Regions from separate parts of the Bos taurus genome. Here region 1 is linked to region 2. A link is a contact called in public Hi-C data. All regions are on one chromosome and are shown on one strand. Each heading gives the region's core, a stretch centred on a gene start, on an enhancer-like site or on the middle of the called end of the contact. The rest is flanking DNA. Distances are from core to core; before and after follow the strand shown.

What was found. Hi-C and Micro-C count contacts between places; a contact is called where the count stands out from the background.
Region 1: a contact with region 2 is called in a Hi-C map of skeletal muscle, with 4 times the contacts expected there. The contact joins the promoter of MDN1 here to the promoter of MAP3K7 in region 2. A contact is called at or near these places in 3 of 11 Hi-C or Micro-C datasets (liver, skeletal muscle and an unstated tissue).

The regions. Positions count from the first base shown.
Region 1 is chr9:60,406,729-60,414,376 of ARS-UCD2.0, forward strand. It overlaps MDN1 (midasin AAA ATPase 1), which reads left to right and starts at 3,722. Exons shown (of 102, transcript NM_001206168.3): 1 at 3,722-3,823. The coding sequence starts at 3,722.
Region 2 is chr9:59,674,662-59,682,078 of ARS-UCD2.0, forward strand. MAP3K7 (mitogen-activated protein kinase kinase kinase 7) reads left to right here and starts at 5,118. Exons shown (of 17, transcript NM_001081595.1): 1 at 5,118-5,182; 2 at 5,229-5,361. The coding sequence starts at 5,242. It overlaps LOC101902479 (a long non-coding RNA gene), which reads right to left and starts at 4,974. Exons shown (of 4, transcript XR_009495824.1): 1 at 4,700-4,974.

The DNA of each region.
Region 1 (7,648 bases), core at 2,472-4,971, 730 kb after region 2:
CTGAATGTGGGTAAGAGACTAGGGTTAACATTTCCAGTGTTAGCATTATAAAAATTCTGTTACTCAAATAATTCAAATGAAAGTGCTCTGGAAAATTCTGTTAGAAATCTCAAAAAGTGCATCAGTTGTGGTAAATAGAGATGACTGGAAATTATTTGCCACTCCTCCATTGAGAAATGAAGTCTAATTTCCAGTGCCTTGAATCTGGGCTGGCTTTAGTGACTTGCTTGACCATACGATGCAAGGACAGGGATGTTTTAGGACTTCTAAGACCTTGCAGTTTCTATCCAGGCTTCTTGGAGATCTCTCTCTCCTCAACCTCAAATGGTCATGTAAGCATTCCAGCTTAAAGTTCCAGCTGAGCTCAGCCTTCCAGCCATCCCTGCCAGGATACAAGATGTGTGAGTGAACTTATATTGGACCTACCAGATTAGGCCATTGACTAGCTCAATACAACTGAATGCCCTCAGTCAATAGCCCATGGAAGACAAGAATTGCCAGCAGAGCCCTGCTCAAATTCCTGAACCTCCCTATTATAAAGTATTGGTGGAGCTAGTCATTGGTAAAAACCCTGCCTTCCTATGCAGGAGACATGAGTTCAATCCTTCGCTTGGGAAGATCTGCTGAAGGAGGGCGTGCTTGGAGTATTCTTGTTTGGAGAATCCCATGGACAGAGGAGTCTGGCAGGCTACAGTCCATAGGGCTGCAAAGAGTCGGACACGACTGAAGTGACTTAGCACACACACACATAAAATAGTTGGTGTTTTAAGTCAGTATAATTTAAGGTAATAATTTGTTACAAAGAATTAGACTACTGGAACAATTATGGCAATAACAGAACAAAACTGCAGAGTTTTATTAAAGTTGTTATGTGAAATATGAGAATGGAAGGCCAGAGAAAGACTTTGATGAATTTAAATTAGAAATTGCTCCTATTTAAAGCATATAGTTAAATTCCTTTCAGTATTTTAAACTCCATTTATAAATGTAATTCATTTCATCTGTTTTTTAAATGCTTCATACTTGTAGGACAAACACAAAACTGACAAGTAAAACATTCCTAAGTGTTACCGAGTTTAAGCTCATACTACTATGCCATATGACAGGCCAATATTCAAGAGACCAGTTATTGGAGCAAGGCATAACAACTTAATTTGGAAAGCCAGCAAACAGAGAAGATGGTGAACTCATGCCCCAAAGAACCATCTTGCCTGAGTTAGAATTCAGGCTCCTTTTATACTAAAAGGGGAGGGAGTAAAGTCAAACACTTCCTGGTTCCCATCAGCCTCTGTAGGGGATGTGTTCATTTCTTCCTCTCTATAGTCATTCAAAAGTAGGTGTGGTCAAGATGTTTCCTATGAGCTAAACAACAGTATCTTAGCTTAATACTCATTACCTGGAAGCAGGGTTCCCAGAGATGGACCATTATGTATAATTTAAACTTACAGGTAACATCTCTTTTATGATTAACTAATGGCACCCCATTCCAGTACTCTTGCCTGGAAAATCCCATGGACAGAGGAACCTGGTAGGCTGCAGTCCATGGGGTCTCGAAGAGTCGGACACGACTGAGTGACTTCACTTTCACTTTTCATTTTCATGCATTGGAGAAGGAAATGGCAACCCACTCCAGTGTTCTTGCCTGGAGAATCCCAGGGATGCGGGAGCCTGGTAGGCTGCCATCTATGGGATTGCACAGAGTCGGACACGACTGAAGCAACTTAGCAGCAGCAGCAGCAGCAGCAGTAATAGAATACAAAAGATTCTTCGGTATTACATAAGTACCTAAACATATAGTGAAACCTCAAGTTCTTTCAAACATTGTAATACTTTTAACATTGGTCAATGTCTCTGTCTTTTCAACTTAAAATCAAAGGTCTATGAATATGGTAAACTTATCTGCATTTCAAAGTAATATATCCACCCAGAACAGGAAATCCAGGGAAACTTGGAATACAGTGCATTCATGTCCAGTCACTCAGTCATGTCCAACTCTTTGTGACCTAATGGACTGTACCCTGCCAAGCTCCTCTGTCCATGGGATTCTCCACAAGAATACTGGAGTGGGTTGCCATTTCATCCTCCATGGGACCTTCCAAACCCAGGGATCAGAACCCTACCTCCTGCGTTGGCAGGCTATTCTTTACCATTGAGCCACCTGAGAAGACCTTGGAACACAGTACTTTGACATATATCCTCAATTTTAAAGAAAAACGCAAATAAATTATGGTTTTTGTATCTATCAGAGTAACCACCACACAGGGGAAGATATTGAAATATTTCCATCACCCTAGGAAGTTCCCTTAGGCCCTTCTTAGTCAATACCCCCAAAAGCAACCACTGGTCTGACTTTGTCATTATTTTGGCTTGTTCATCAATGAATTTGACATTAATACACTTTTAGTTTTATGTACTCTTCTACTCCACTCTTCACAGTGCCTTCAGAATATTCAGTGTCCTATATAGCATACTTTATTTCATTCCCATGTCAATGAAAATAATCAATAATCTATAATAAGAATAGAAACAAGTTTTATTTCAGTCAAACTAAGGACTAGCCCAGAAGCCAGCTTCCCAGATTACTCTGTGAAGCTGCTCCAGAGAAGCATGGGTTCCAGCACAATTTTATATCTTGTCAATACAAAGAACATTAAATAAGACATGGTTACAGTTCTTCGAGGTTTAAAACACACACACGCACACACACACACACATTACATTTCTTCAAGCTTTAAAACACACAGACATTACATTTCTTCAAGGTATAAAACATACACACTACATTTCTTCAAGGTTTAAAACACACACAGACACACACACACACACACACACACACACACACACACACACACACTGGAAAAGGAAGTCTGGAAAAGGAAATCATCATCAAAGTAGGACCAACATTAGCCTCCCAGAAAGAAAGGCATTTAATCTTTATTTTTAACATGGACATTCTTTACTTGTCAGTGTGCTCCTCTTTAATAATTAGAGCACATATAAAATTTATGTTTGATAGGCCACAAAGAGGCTATTTTCCTTAACATAAAATTCACCTTAACGCATGTATAACCCCAAATGACTTTTCTGTATCTCAAATTGTGAAAGTTTCTTTCATCACCCATCTTAACACTTAAATCCAATATTTATAATAAGACTGCTGCGAGGGCTATCTATGCTTGTTACACTTGTGCGTGAATTTCCACAGGCCAACCGTCTAAAAGGGGAGTTGATGGGTTAGAGGGGGTAAATCTGCTTTTCATTCCTAGCTGATCTTTTTGCCTGATGAGGCAGAAGGAAGCATGGCGGGCTGAGGATAGTAGGCACACGGCCCTAGGGGCCCCCTAGCTTCTCCTGAATTGCTGTCACGCCACTCTTTGTCGCCGGATCTACCATCATTGTAACCCTTATCCTCCACCAGCAAAAGCTATTTCTGGTGGCGTCTATGCCGGAAGTATATAGATACTGACGCCCCGCGTTTCCGGTGCCGAGGAGGCGGGACCGCGATCGCTGGTCGGTGCGGTCGCGGACTGATGATGCAGAGCGCCGCGTGCTCCCCCCACGTGTGCTGCTGCCGCTCTCTAGGTACTGGTGAAGCGGCGGTGGCCGCTTTCACTGGAGACGTAGTTAGTGGCAGTTCCGGCGCGGGGACCTCAGCGGCTCGGGGGTTCTTAGCGCGAAGCAAGGAGCGCCTGTGGCCGCCCGGGACGGAGGACCCGTGATCATGGAGCACCTCTTGCTGGATGTGGCGGCCGCGCCGCTGCGGTTAATCGCTGCCAAGAACGAGAAGAGTCGTAGCGAGCTGGGCAGGTTCTTGGTCAAGCAGGTAAGAGAAGGAGAGGGAGGGAAAGAGTTGGGCCGTCCCCACCAACCGCCTGGCGCGTGCCCCATGGCCCTGCGGGAAGACGCAGGGGACTGGAGAGCGGTGTCTTGTCACTCTGGCCCCCTCCCCAAGGCTGGCCAGTGGCGGAGGCGTCCGCGCTCATTTGAGGAGCCTGGAAGGAGCCTTTTGTTATTTATTCTATGGGAGAGTCTTCCCTTCTCTCCACCGATTTATTTCCTTGCAGCACCCTGGCTGCGTGCGCCAAACGTGACTTTCAGAGAAAAACGTGTTTGGGGGGTTTTTTTGGTAGTTGAGGTTGCATGTTTGCCCTTTTGACATTTGTATTATTTAAGCGTGCCGACAAGTTCAGCCCCCTCTCTTAGCTTGGGTGGATGTTTCCTTTCTGCCTTGTTCTGACTTTCCTGCCCACTGACAAGTATTGATTGTATTCCCGCTGGGAGTAAGACACAGTGTGGCACTTTGCGGATACAGATAAATTCGTTATCGTCTCAGACCCCCAAGGTATTTCGTGTCTATTTTTGGAGACGTTCATAAACACAGAATACAACTGATGGGCCAAGCGAGAGCGAGGGCATAATTCGTAAGCCATAGAAATTATGAATTAGTTTTCTGAAAAATGGGTGCTCTGACCTTTTAAGAGCCTTCTCTCGTTGACCAGATATCTCGCTGAGTTGAGGATCCTTATCACGCATTTTTTCACCTGTCGTTTTAACTTTCTATTTTATGCTTCCCCACCACATCTGTGAGCTTGAGAGTCGGGGGAAATAAATTTTTTTCCCCTAAGTCCGGTGTCTGGAACATATATATCCTATTGCTAAGGAAGCAACAGCAGTTTTTCGAGTCTGGAGAGGCCCTGAGCTAACAGGAGAGGCATGTCTGTTTGATGACAAATTGAACGTGTATAGCAAAGGGGAGGAAGTAGTGGAAGATATGCCTGGGGTTATCTGGCCTGTGATTTCCCCCAAGGAAGGGATCATTAACATTAACGGAGGTCTGGAAAGAAAACTGAATTTTGATGGGCTGGACTAATGAAAAAATCAATTTATATGAGCTGAGTTTGTGGTGACAGGCTCCTGAACTATGTATTATGGCTAGAAGTATTTTTCTGTAAGTGGGCTTGCATTTAGAACAGAGGTTCTGAAGCTGGGGATCCTGGACCACTGACAGCAGGAGGTTTGTTTATGGTTCTTCACAGTAATTGGATAGAAAATTAGTGCTTATGTATTGGGAGTAAAATGAGGAAATGGTTCATAGCCTTTTTAAAAAAAGAGAATCTGAGATTTTGAAGTGTGGGAACCACTCAGGTGGATTCTGAGACTGTATATAGTAATGTTGAGGGACTTGAAAGCTACTAGAAAGCCCAATTGAATTAAGAAGATTCCGACCACCTGTACTTTCCATTTGTCTCTCCTCTGTCTCAGATTCTATCCAATCTGAGAAATGTCTTTCAGGTTTGCTCCTTTCTATTTTCAGTAATGATTTCAAGCCTTTCACTCAGAGAAGAGTTGATTGTGTTGTTATCTATTTTTCTCCTATTTGGGAAAATAGTGATTTTTACTGGAGAGCAAAGACCTTTTTTTCCCACCACTGAACCTCGTGATTTTAGTTCCCCCTGCCAGAAATTGAACCTCGGCCCTGGACAGTGAAAGCATGGGGTCCTAACCACTAGACCACCAGGGAACTCCCAGCAAAGATTTTGAAACCTTACTTCTCATGGAGTTTGGGATCTGAAATAAATTTTTAGGATGTGCTTCCTTTGTTCTTCATCTCAGCTGGTGACACCCCCGTCTCTCTGTCCAGTCCCTTGTTAGAGAAGACTGAGTGTCCTCAACTCTTTTTGCTCCTTTTCTGTCACATATAGCCAAGTCCTCTTGATTTTCCTTTCTTGGTATTGAATCTGTGTCTTTCTCTTCATCCTTACTACTACTAGCATCCTACAGTTCTGACTCTTAATTCCAGCACGTGGGTTTTCTTTCTCGCATTACCGAGCAATTCTCAGATACCATCTGGTGTCCTATAATTTAACTCAATTCTGATGCTGTTTATCTGTGGAAAGTGTCAGTTCCTTCAGAGTAAAGGCTTAACCCTAAAAGACTTCTCCCACCCTTACCTGCTCTTCTGACCAGCTGGCCTATAAATTGGGGGTTCCACTAAATTCTTTCTTGGGTTTGATTAATTTGCTAGAGCAGCTCACAAAACTTGGAGAAATATTTCACTTTTCAGGACAGTCGTCCCTGAAGCTCTCCGAACCACATTCTTTGGGGTTTTTATGAAAGCTTCCTTCACGGGCACAAAAGACTAAATCTTTGGCCATTGGTGATTCAGCTCTTAATCTCTAGCCCCTCTGCCCTCCTCAGAGGTCAAGGCATGGGAATGAAAGGTCTAATCCTCTAATCACATGATTGGCTCTCAGTTTAGCTGCTTTCTGAAAGTCACTGCGTTACTGTAGCATATTTCTCTCATCACAGGAAATTCCCAGAGTTTTAGGTACTTGGACAGGTGTGGGGTTTTAAAGACTATGTTTTTTTTTTTTTTCTTTTACTGTAAATCACAGAATCACATCTTATGTCCTTGATCACTGTCTATGTTGAGGAAGAGCAGAGTGCTTGAGAGCATGTGTGGGTAGTGGGACTGAAGGATGGGTGCAGATCAGATTCCTTTTTTGGTTTTGTGTTTTGGCAATGCATGTGGCATGCGGGATCTTAGTTCCCCTACCAGGGATTGAACCCACTCCCTTTGCAGTGAAAGCACAGACTCGACCACTGGACCATCAAGGAAGTCCTTCTCTTCTCTTTCCTTATTGTTGTTTACTCACTAAGTTGTGTCTGGCCCTTTTGCGACCCCATGGATGATGGTAGCCCACCAGACTCCTCTCTCCATGGGATATCCTAGGCAAGAATACTGGAGTGTGTTACCATTGTTTTGGGGGCCTTCCACAAGTTGCTCAACTCTCCTAGGTCTCAGCTTCTTGATACATATTATGTGTGATAGTTGCTAAATAGTTACAGAGTAGTTAAAAGCAGAGATTCTGGAGCCTGTGATGTGATTCCTGGTTCTACTATCTGCTTTATGACGTTATCCCTTTTTTTTATTTTTCAGTTTCCTTATCTGTAAAATGGGGATAATGTTACCTACTTCATGGGTTGCTATGAGAGTTAGGTGCCTAGGGTACAGTAAGTGTTGTCTATAAAAGTGGTTGCTGTTGTTATGGCTATAAATAAGATTGTGAAATCTAGATGATGCATTTGAGGAGCTTACCACAGTGCCTGGCCGGTAGAAAGTAATCAATATATGTGAGCTAGAATTAGAACTTTTTAAGACAGCTTTGAGAGATAATTCATATGCCATATAATTCATCCACTTAAATATATAGTTCAGTGGCTTTTGCTCTGTTCACAGGTATGTACAACTGTCATCACAGTCCATTTTTGAACATTTTTATTACTTCAAAAAGAAGCCCCTATTCCTTTTAGCTATTATCTCCCATCCTATTCTGGCCTCTTAATATAAGTTATCATTAATAAGACAAATCTGAATCTATCACTGCTGCTGCTGCTGCTAAGTCGCTTCAGTCGTGTCCGACTCTGTGTGACCCCATAGATGGAACTATTCTGTCTAAAAGCTTTCCATTATTTCCAGAATCAAAATCTAATCTTTCTAAGATAGCATATGAATTTTTTTTAATTTTTAAAAGAAACTTGATTTTCTGTTAGTCTTATTTCCATTTTCTTTTTTGAAGTGTTTTTTTTTCCCCCCCCTGCCTGATGACTCTCAGCTCAGGGGATTTTACTCTCTGGGGCAAATCTA
Region 2 (7,417 bases), core at 3,868-6,367:
CCTTTATTGTTTAAGCAACATTGTCTTGAGTTTTCTGTTACTCATAACAAAGTCACACGAACAGGTAAAATACAGAACTTGTTCTGTTATGTACTGACACTGAGGATGGGTGGTACAGAGTGCTCAAACAGGAAGGGACTTCAAGTCCAGTTCAATAGCTTGATATTCAGTTCACTTCAGTCGCTCAGTCGTGTCCAACTCTTCGTGATCACATGGACAGCAGCAAGCCAGGCCTCCCGGTCCATCACCAACTCCTGGAGTTTACTTAAACTCATGTCGAGTTGGTGATGCCATCCAACCATCTCATCCTCTGTCATCTCCTTCTCCTCTTGCCTTCCATCTTTCCCAGCATCAGGGTCTTTTGAAATGAGTCAGTTCTTCGCATCAGGTGGCTGAAGTATTGGAGTTTCAGCTTCAACATCAGTCCTTCCAATGAACATTCAGGACTGATTTCCTTTAGGATGGACTGGTTGGATCTCCTTGCAGTCCAAGGGACTCTCAACAGTCTTCTCCAACACCACAGTTCAAAAGCATCAATTCTTCGGTGCTCAGCTTTCTTTATAGTCCAACTCTCACATCCATACATGACTACTGGAAAAATCATAGCCTTGACTACACAGACCTTTGTTGGCAAAGTAATGTCTCTGCTTTTTAATATGCTGTCTAGGTTGGTCATAGCTTTTCTCCCAAGGAGTAAGCGTCTTTTAACTTCATGGCTGCATCCACCATCTGCAGTGATTTTGGACCCACAAAAAATAAAGTCTGACACTGTTTCCATTGTTTCTCCGTCTATTTGCTATGAAGTGATGGGAACAGATGCCATGACCTTTGTTTTCTGAATGATGAGCTTTAAGCCAACTTTTTCACTCTCCTCTTTCACTTTCATCAAGAGGCTCTTCAGTTCATCTTCACCTTCTCCCATAAGGGTGGTGTCATCTGCATATCTGAGGTTACTGATATTTCTCCTGACAATCTTGATTCCAGCTTGTGCTTCATCCAGCCCAGCATTTCTCATGATGTACTCTGCATAGAAGTTAAATAAGCAGGGTGACAATATACAGCCTTGACATACTCCTTTCCCAATGTGGAACCAGCCTGTTGTTCCATGTCCAGTTCTAACTGTTGCTTCCTGACCTGCATACAGATTTCTCAAGAGGCACGTCAGGTGGTCTGGTATTCTCATCTCTTGAAGAATTTTCCAGTTTATTGTGGGGATCCACACAGTCAAAGGCTTTGGCATAGTCAATAAAGCAGAAATAGATGTTTTTCTGGAACTCTCTTGCTTTTTTGATGATCCAGCAGATATTGGCAATTTGATCTCTGGTTCCTCTCTCTTTTCTAAAACCAGTTTGAACATCTGGAAGTTCACAGTTCATGTTCTGTTGAAGCCTGGATTGGAGAATTTTGAGCATTACTTTACTAGCGTTGAGCGCAATTATGCAGTAGTTTGAGTATTTTTTGGCATTGCCTTTCTTAGGGATTGGAATGAAAACTGACCTTTTCCAATCCTGTGGCCAATGCTGAGTTTTTCCCAAATTTACTGGCATGTTGAGTGCAGCACTTTCACAGCATCATCTTTCAGAATTTGAAATAGCTCAACTGGAATTCCATCACCTCCACTAGCTTTGTTCGTAGTGATGACTCCTAAGGCCCTCTTGACTTCACATTCCAGGATGTCTGGCTCTAAGTGAGTGATCATACCATCGTGATTATCTGGATATCTGGAAATTTGTGGAGACACTATAGACAAGTGACTGAAGTTCACATGAAATTGTGAGGTCTAAGCTTCCATCCTTAACTCATGAAAGTTAAAAAAGTTAAAAGGAATACGAAGTCAAAATTCAGGTGAACTGAGTCAAATTCCCCTCCCTCAATTCTCTAGAGTCAAAGTATATTATTTATGATTCTTTGATTGCAAATAACAAAAATACAACTTGAATCAGCTTAAATGAAAAATGTGAATGTACCAGCTCATGAAACTAAAAGGCGCTTACTCCTTGGAAGGAAAGTTATGACCAACCTAGATAGCATACTAAAAAGCAGAGACATTATTTTGCCAACAAAGGTCCACCTAGTCAAGGCTATGGTTTTCCCAGTGGTCATGTATGGATGTAAGAGTTGGACTGTGAAGAAAGCTGAGTGCCAAAGAATTGATGCTTTTGAACTGTGGTGTTGGAGAAGACTGTTGAGAGTCCCTTGGACTGCAAGGAGATCCAACCAGTCCATCCTAAAGGAGATCAGTCCTGGGTGTTCTTTGGAAGGACTGATGCTGAAGCTGAAACTCCAGTACTTTGGCCACCTCATGCGAAGAGTTGACTCACTGGAAAAGATCCTGATGCTGGGAGGGATTGAGGGCAGGAAGAGAAGGGGATGCCAGAGGATGAGACGGCTGGATGGCATCACTGACTCAATGGACGTGAGTTTGAGTGAACTCCGGGAGATGGTGATGGACAGGGAGGCCTGGCGTGCTGCGATTCATGGGGTCGCAAAGAGTCGGACATGACTGAGCGACTGAACTGAACCAGCTCATAAAATCAAATCACAGAATGAGAGCGGTACACTGGGCCTTAAGGACGATAAGATCTGGGACTGTAAAAAAAAAAAAAAAAAGAAAAACTGCAAGCAAATAGCAAAAGGATTGATTTTAGATTACTATCAACATCAGAAGTCCAAATATATGCATAAAATATACAAGCAGAAGTATTAAGGTAGATGTCCAAGATCATGAAGGAGATTCACTTTGAAATGCATCCAACAAAATAAGAAAGATGTACACATGAGAGGATGCATAGACAGATATATGATAAAAACAAGTACAGTAAAATGCTAATGATAGCATCCTACCAGTAAGTATATAGTTGTTTACTGTGAAATTCTTTCAACTTTTCTGTATTTCAATATTTTTTATAACAAAATTTTGGCGGGGGGGCGGGGAACAAGCAGAACACCATCATGACTATGGTGACTAATCCCTTGTCTGCAGTATTTTAGTTCTAAACTGAAGGTACAGAAAATAGATCATGCACTCCATGAAAGTTAGGACTGGCAGAAGTATTCATTCAGCCAAAACATAAAAGAATTATCTCTTGAATTCCCACTTGGTAGCATCCACTGTTTTAAGATCAAAGTGTTAAAGAAAAAGTAAATATGACCTGTGAGTGAAAGGACAAGGTTAAAAGGTGACCATCCTAGTTTGGGAATTTGAGTAAAGAAATGACAGGTAAAAATGGTTATCCCATTAATTTAATATGCTTCCACTTGGTGGTTGTTTTTTGTTTAGTTGTTCAGTCATGTCTGACTGGAGAAGGAATGGAGAAGGAAATGGCAACCCACTCCAGTATTCTTGCCTGGGAAATCCCATAGGTTGTAGCCTTCCAGACTCCTCTGCCCATGGGATTTCCCAGGCAAGAATACTGGAGTGGGTTGCCATTTCCTTCTCCATTCTATTTGGTTATTAGTGCACTAATTAAGCATCATTTCATTGTAATACACATAGAAATAAAGCTCTGATTTTTCACTTGGACAACTGAGTAGATAATGGGATCCTTCATGGAGACAGAAAATGCACACAAAGAATATATATGTAGTAGGTGATAACTTCTGAATTTGTTTTTGGAATCTTAAAGTTCATGCACTAAGTTATGTCTAAACAGAGATGTTCAATAGGTCCAGAATTCAGGAAAAATTTGAAAACTCGGAGAGATTGTGAGTTATCATCATAAAAGTGGTCAATACCCTGGGTAAGATCACCCAGAGATTGCTCTGTGAAAGAAATTATTCTTTCTTCCATTCTCTTACCCATTCACCAAATTATCATTGTTATTAACACTACAAACAAAAAAAAAGACACACACTGTCTTCCAGGAGTTCATAACTCCTTATTTGCCCAATTCAATGACCTATTCAGAATCCCAACGTTGGTTAGCTATTCCTTACTTGAAAAACTCTCCTCCGCTGATATTCCCATCACCATTCCCCTCATTTTCTCCTTTCTGTTTCCTTTTTGGTCTCCTACTGAGATAGAATTTGAACTTCACAACGTTTCATTCTTCATCTCTAACTCCAATTTTCCCAAGTAGGCTTTAGGTCAAACTGACTGATGTTTAACAGATAGTTTAAAATTAAAAATTGTGTTGATAGTACAACACAGGAAATACTTTTCACCTTGGAAATATACTGAGCTAGGTGCTTGTGAGAATCATAATTGATTTACTCCCGAGCCTGTTTACTCCTGTCCTGAAAATGGCAACAAAAATATTTAATTTGCAAGGCTACTGTTAATGATAAAATATGGATACCTAAATGTAAAGCATTCAGCACAAAGCACTGCACTCCGACATGTACCAATACATCCTATAAGTTCAAATGAACGACAAATTATGCCAAATCATAAGTATCTACCTTAACTAAAATTAACTTCTGTTCGTGAGCCTATAGAGTATTATTCAGGTTACATACGCTGGCTCGCTGTGTATTATTTTCTTTATAATCTCTGATAGCATCAGGGACTGGCTCAAAGTAACAGTAGCAAATCGCTTCCCTCCAAACACAAAATACATTTTCCTAGGCTTTTTAAGAAATAGTGCAGTTTAGCTTAGGAGTGAAACTGAATAGTAAGCTTCATCACAAAAACTCAATCCAATACTACCCCGTCCATCTGCAGGTCTCTGAGAGAAAAGGGAGCAGGGTCAAAACATACTTCACCAAACAAGGTTGAAACTGTAGCTTTTATCTTTCCCGCTGGTTCCTAAAGGACCAACCGTACTGTGATTCCATCGTGCCCTGCGCCACTTCCGTTCGCGCGTTTTAATTACGTCACACGTCAGCTCTCGCGGTATCATCACTTTGCTGTAGGCCCTTAATAAAGGTCTCGCGAAATTTGTCCCTCAGGTCCAAACTAGCCTCTCACCCTCCCCCACCCCACCTCTCCCCCACCCCACCCCCAACCTGTCCTTCCTTTCTCTGTCTCAGTCTCCGAATTCTCCCCTCCCCTCTCTTGATCTCAAGGCCCTCCTCTTGTTTCCGATTTCTGGCAGGAACCGGAAGTTTGGTGGGCGGGGCCCGGCGGCGGAAAACGCAGCTGAGCCGGAGCCGGGACTCGGCTGTGGCCGCTGTCCCTGTCCCCGCCACGGATCGCCGTGGCTCCAGGTTGAAGGTCGGTCCGGAGGCGGGTGGGCGCGGGTCTCCCCCGGACTGTCCGGGCGGCAGCCTTCCCGGGCCCCCCGGGCTCCGCGAGGGATCATGTCTACAGCCTCCGCCGCTTCTTCTTCTTCCTCGTCTTCCGCCGGTGAGATGATCGAAGCCCCCTCCCAAGTCCTCAACTTTGAAGAGATAGACTACAAGGAGATCGAGGTGGAAGAGGTGAGCGAGGCCCGGCACAGAGGCTCGGGCCCTGGCCTGTCCCGGACTCTACCTCGTCCTGACTCTAAAGGCGCCTTCCCAACCTCTCTATTTCTCGGGACCCACCCGGGAGTCCCCACACCCCACAGAGACCGGGTGTAAAGGAGCTCTCCGCGTTCAGCTGCTCCGGGGTAGCTCTCTTTTTTTTCTCACTTTAGCACTCTTGAGTTTGGATTTAATACTCCGGTGCTTAGAGTTTGGGTCATCTCAAACGGAAAAGGATAAACTGGTGCGACCGTCTGGTCCACCAGTTCTAGAATCTGTAAGTAGTAAAATATATCAAAGACCATGGCCGTTTTGGAGTTTTAGTTCTCCAAAACATGGTGTTCTTAAGGGTCAAGGAATATATTATGCTCGACTTCTGGCTCAGCATCTGGCACGCAGTGGGTGCTCAATGGATGCTTCGTAAATTAATACATCCACAAGTCTAATAGTTTTTCCAGGTACCGAATAGCTGTTTCGCCGATTCCATAGAGCAGTAGTTATATTAAATGTTATTTAATAGCCTTCAATTAGACTAATTTAGGCTAATTTCACCATTAGTAATGGAGACTGGTTTAGGATGAAAAAATGTTTCAGGTAGCATATTCTGAAGAAATAACGAGTGATTTCAGTGACAACTAGAATGTGAGATCAGACCAGAAATCGCTGTTATAAAACCTGAATACATCCTTTATTCTGCAGTATTTAAAATTATTTTGGAGCAAGGTAACAATGTGCCTTTAGCACGTTGCTTCTTTTCAATGAACAGAGGTTGGTTGTATAGACCATAAAATTTAGAAAACTGAAAGCTATGTATATTTTAAAGACTTTAAAATACTTTAGAAAGTATTAAAACTTCGGTTGGAAATAGTATTTATTATTTACCATTTGTTTATCATTTAAGAAATTTACTAAGTACCCTGCATTACATACACCCACGAGAATCCTGCGTGTTCTCAAAGAATTATCACTACTTTAAAAATTTTAAGTTACTTTTAGACAGTGGTAAGCTAAAAGTAGTGAGATAATTATCCTTCAACGAATGATTTTTTTTTTCCTATGCATCTTTTGGAAGAATAATAGGTTACTTTATTTTTACGCTTAAAATAATCTTAAAGATCGCTGAAAACAGCCTCATTTTACAAGATAGTGTAAGTGGGAAGAGCAAAACCTTTGGAGTTAGATGAAGGTTCAGTGTATCAGCTATGCCATTTATTAGCTGTGTGATCTGGAGCAAGTTTCCTGACTAACCTTTTTGAGCTTTAGTTTCCTTAACTATAAAATGATTGTAATTTCTACTTCATTTTATTTGTATGAGACTTCATTAGGCAATACATGCAAGACACCCAACTCAGTGCCTGACACACATTACTAGGCAACTGAGTTCCAGAGAGGAACTGTGACCTCCTTTAAGGTCATATGGCTAAAAGAAGGACCCATATTTTGGAAGAGGGGGAGGTTTTGTGTGTGTGTGTGTGTGTGTGTGTGTTTCTATTGAGACTATGATAAATTCTTTTTTCAGAATTGGATAGTTGATCCCGCTTTCATGGCTAACATTCTTTCTTTTTTAAGAATAAAACTTCAGTGAGTCAGTATAAAAGAATTGCAGTTTTTAAATAAGCATTTACGTCTACTCTGTGGCGAACTGCTATGCTTGTAGACTACAAATTGTTATATAATAATAACTTGTACTTCGTGGTCTACCAAATGTTTTCAGAGACTTACATCATCTGGTTTTTACAACCTTAGTTTTCCCACACTGCTTTCTGAAGCATTTTACATTCTTGGCTGTTAGTAAGGTCTCATCTATCCTTTACTCTTCCCCCAAAGCTATTTAACTTCCTACTTGGGTTCTGTTTCCAAAGACCCTTCCTTTAGTTTAGATGATGTTTCAACTATTCTTTAGTAGATTTAGGACATTCCTGAAGAGTAAATTTTTGTTTCTAGATGAAATTTTCTTATGTTAGGCAGTCTTTTAATTTTGTTCTTTTCAGTTTTTATTACTCAGTTTATTTTCATGTTAAAGATTTGAACT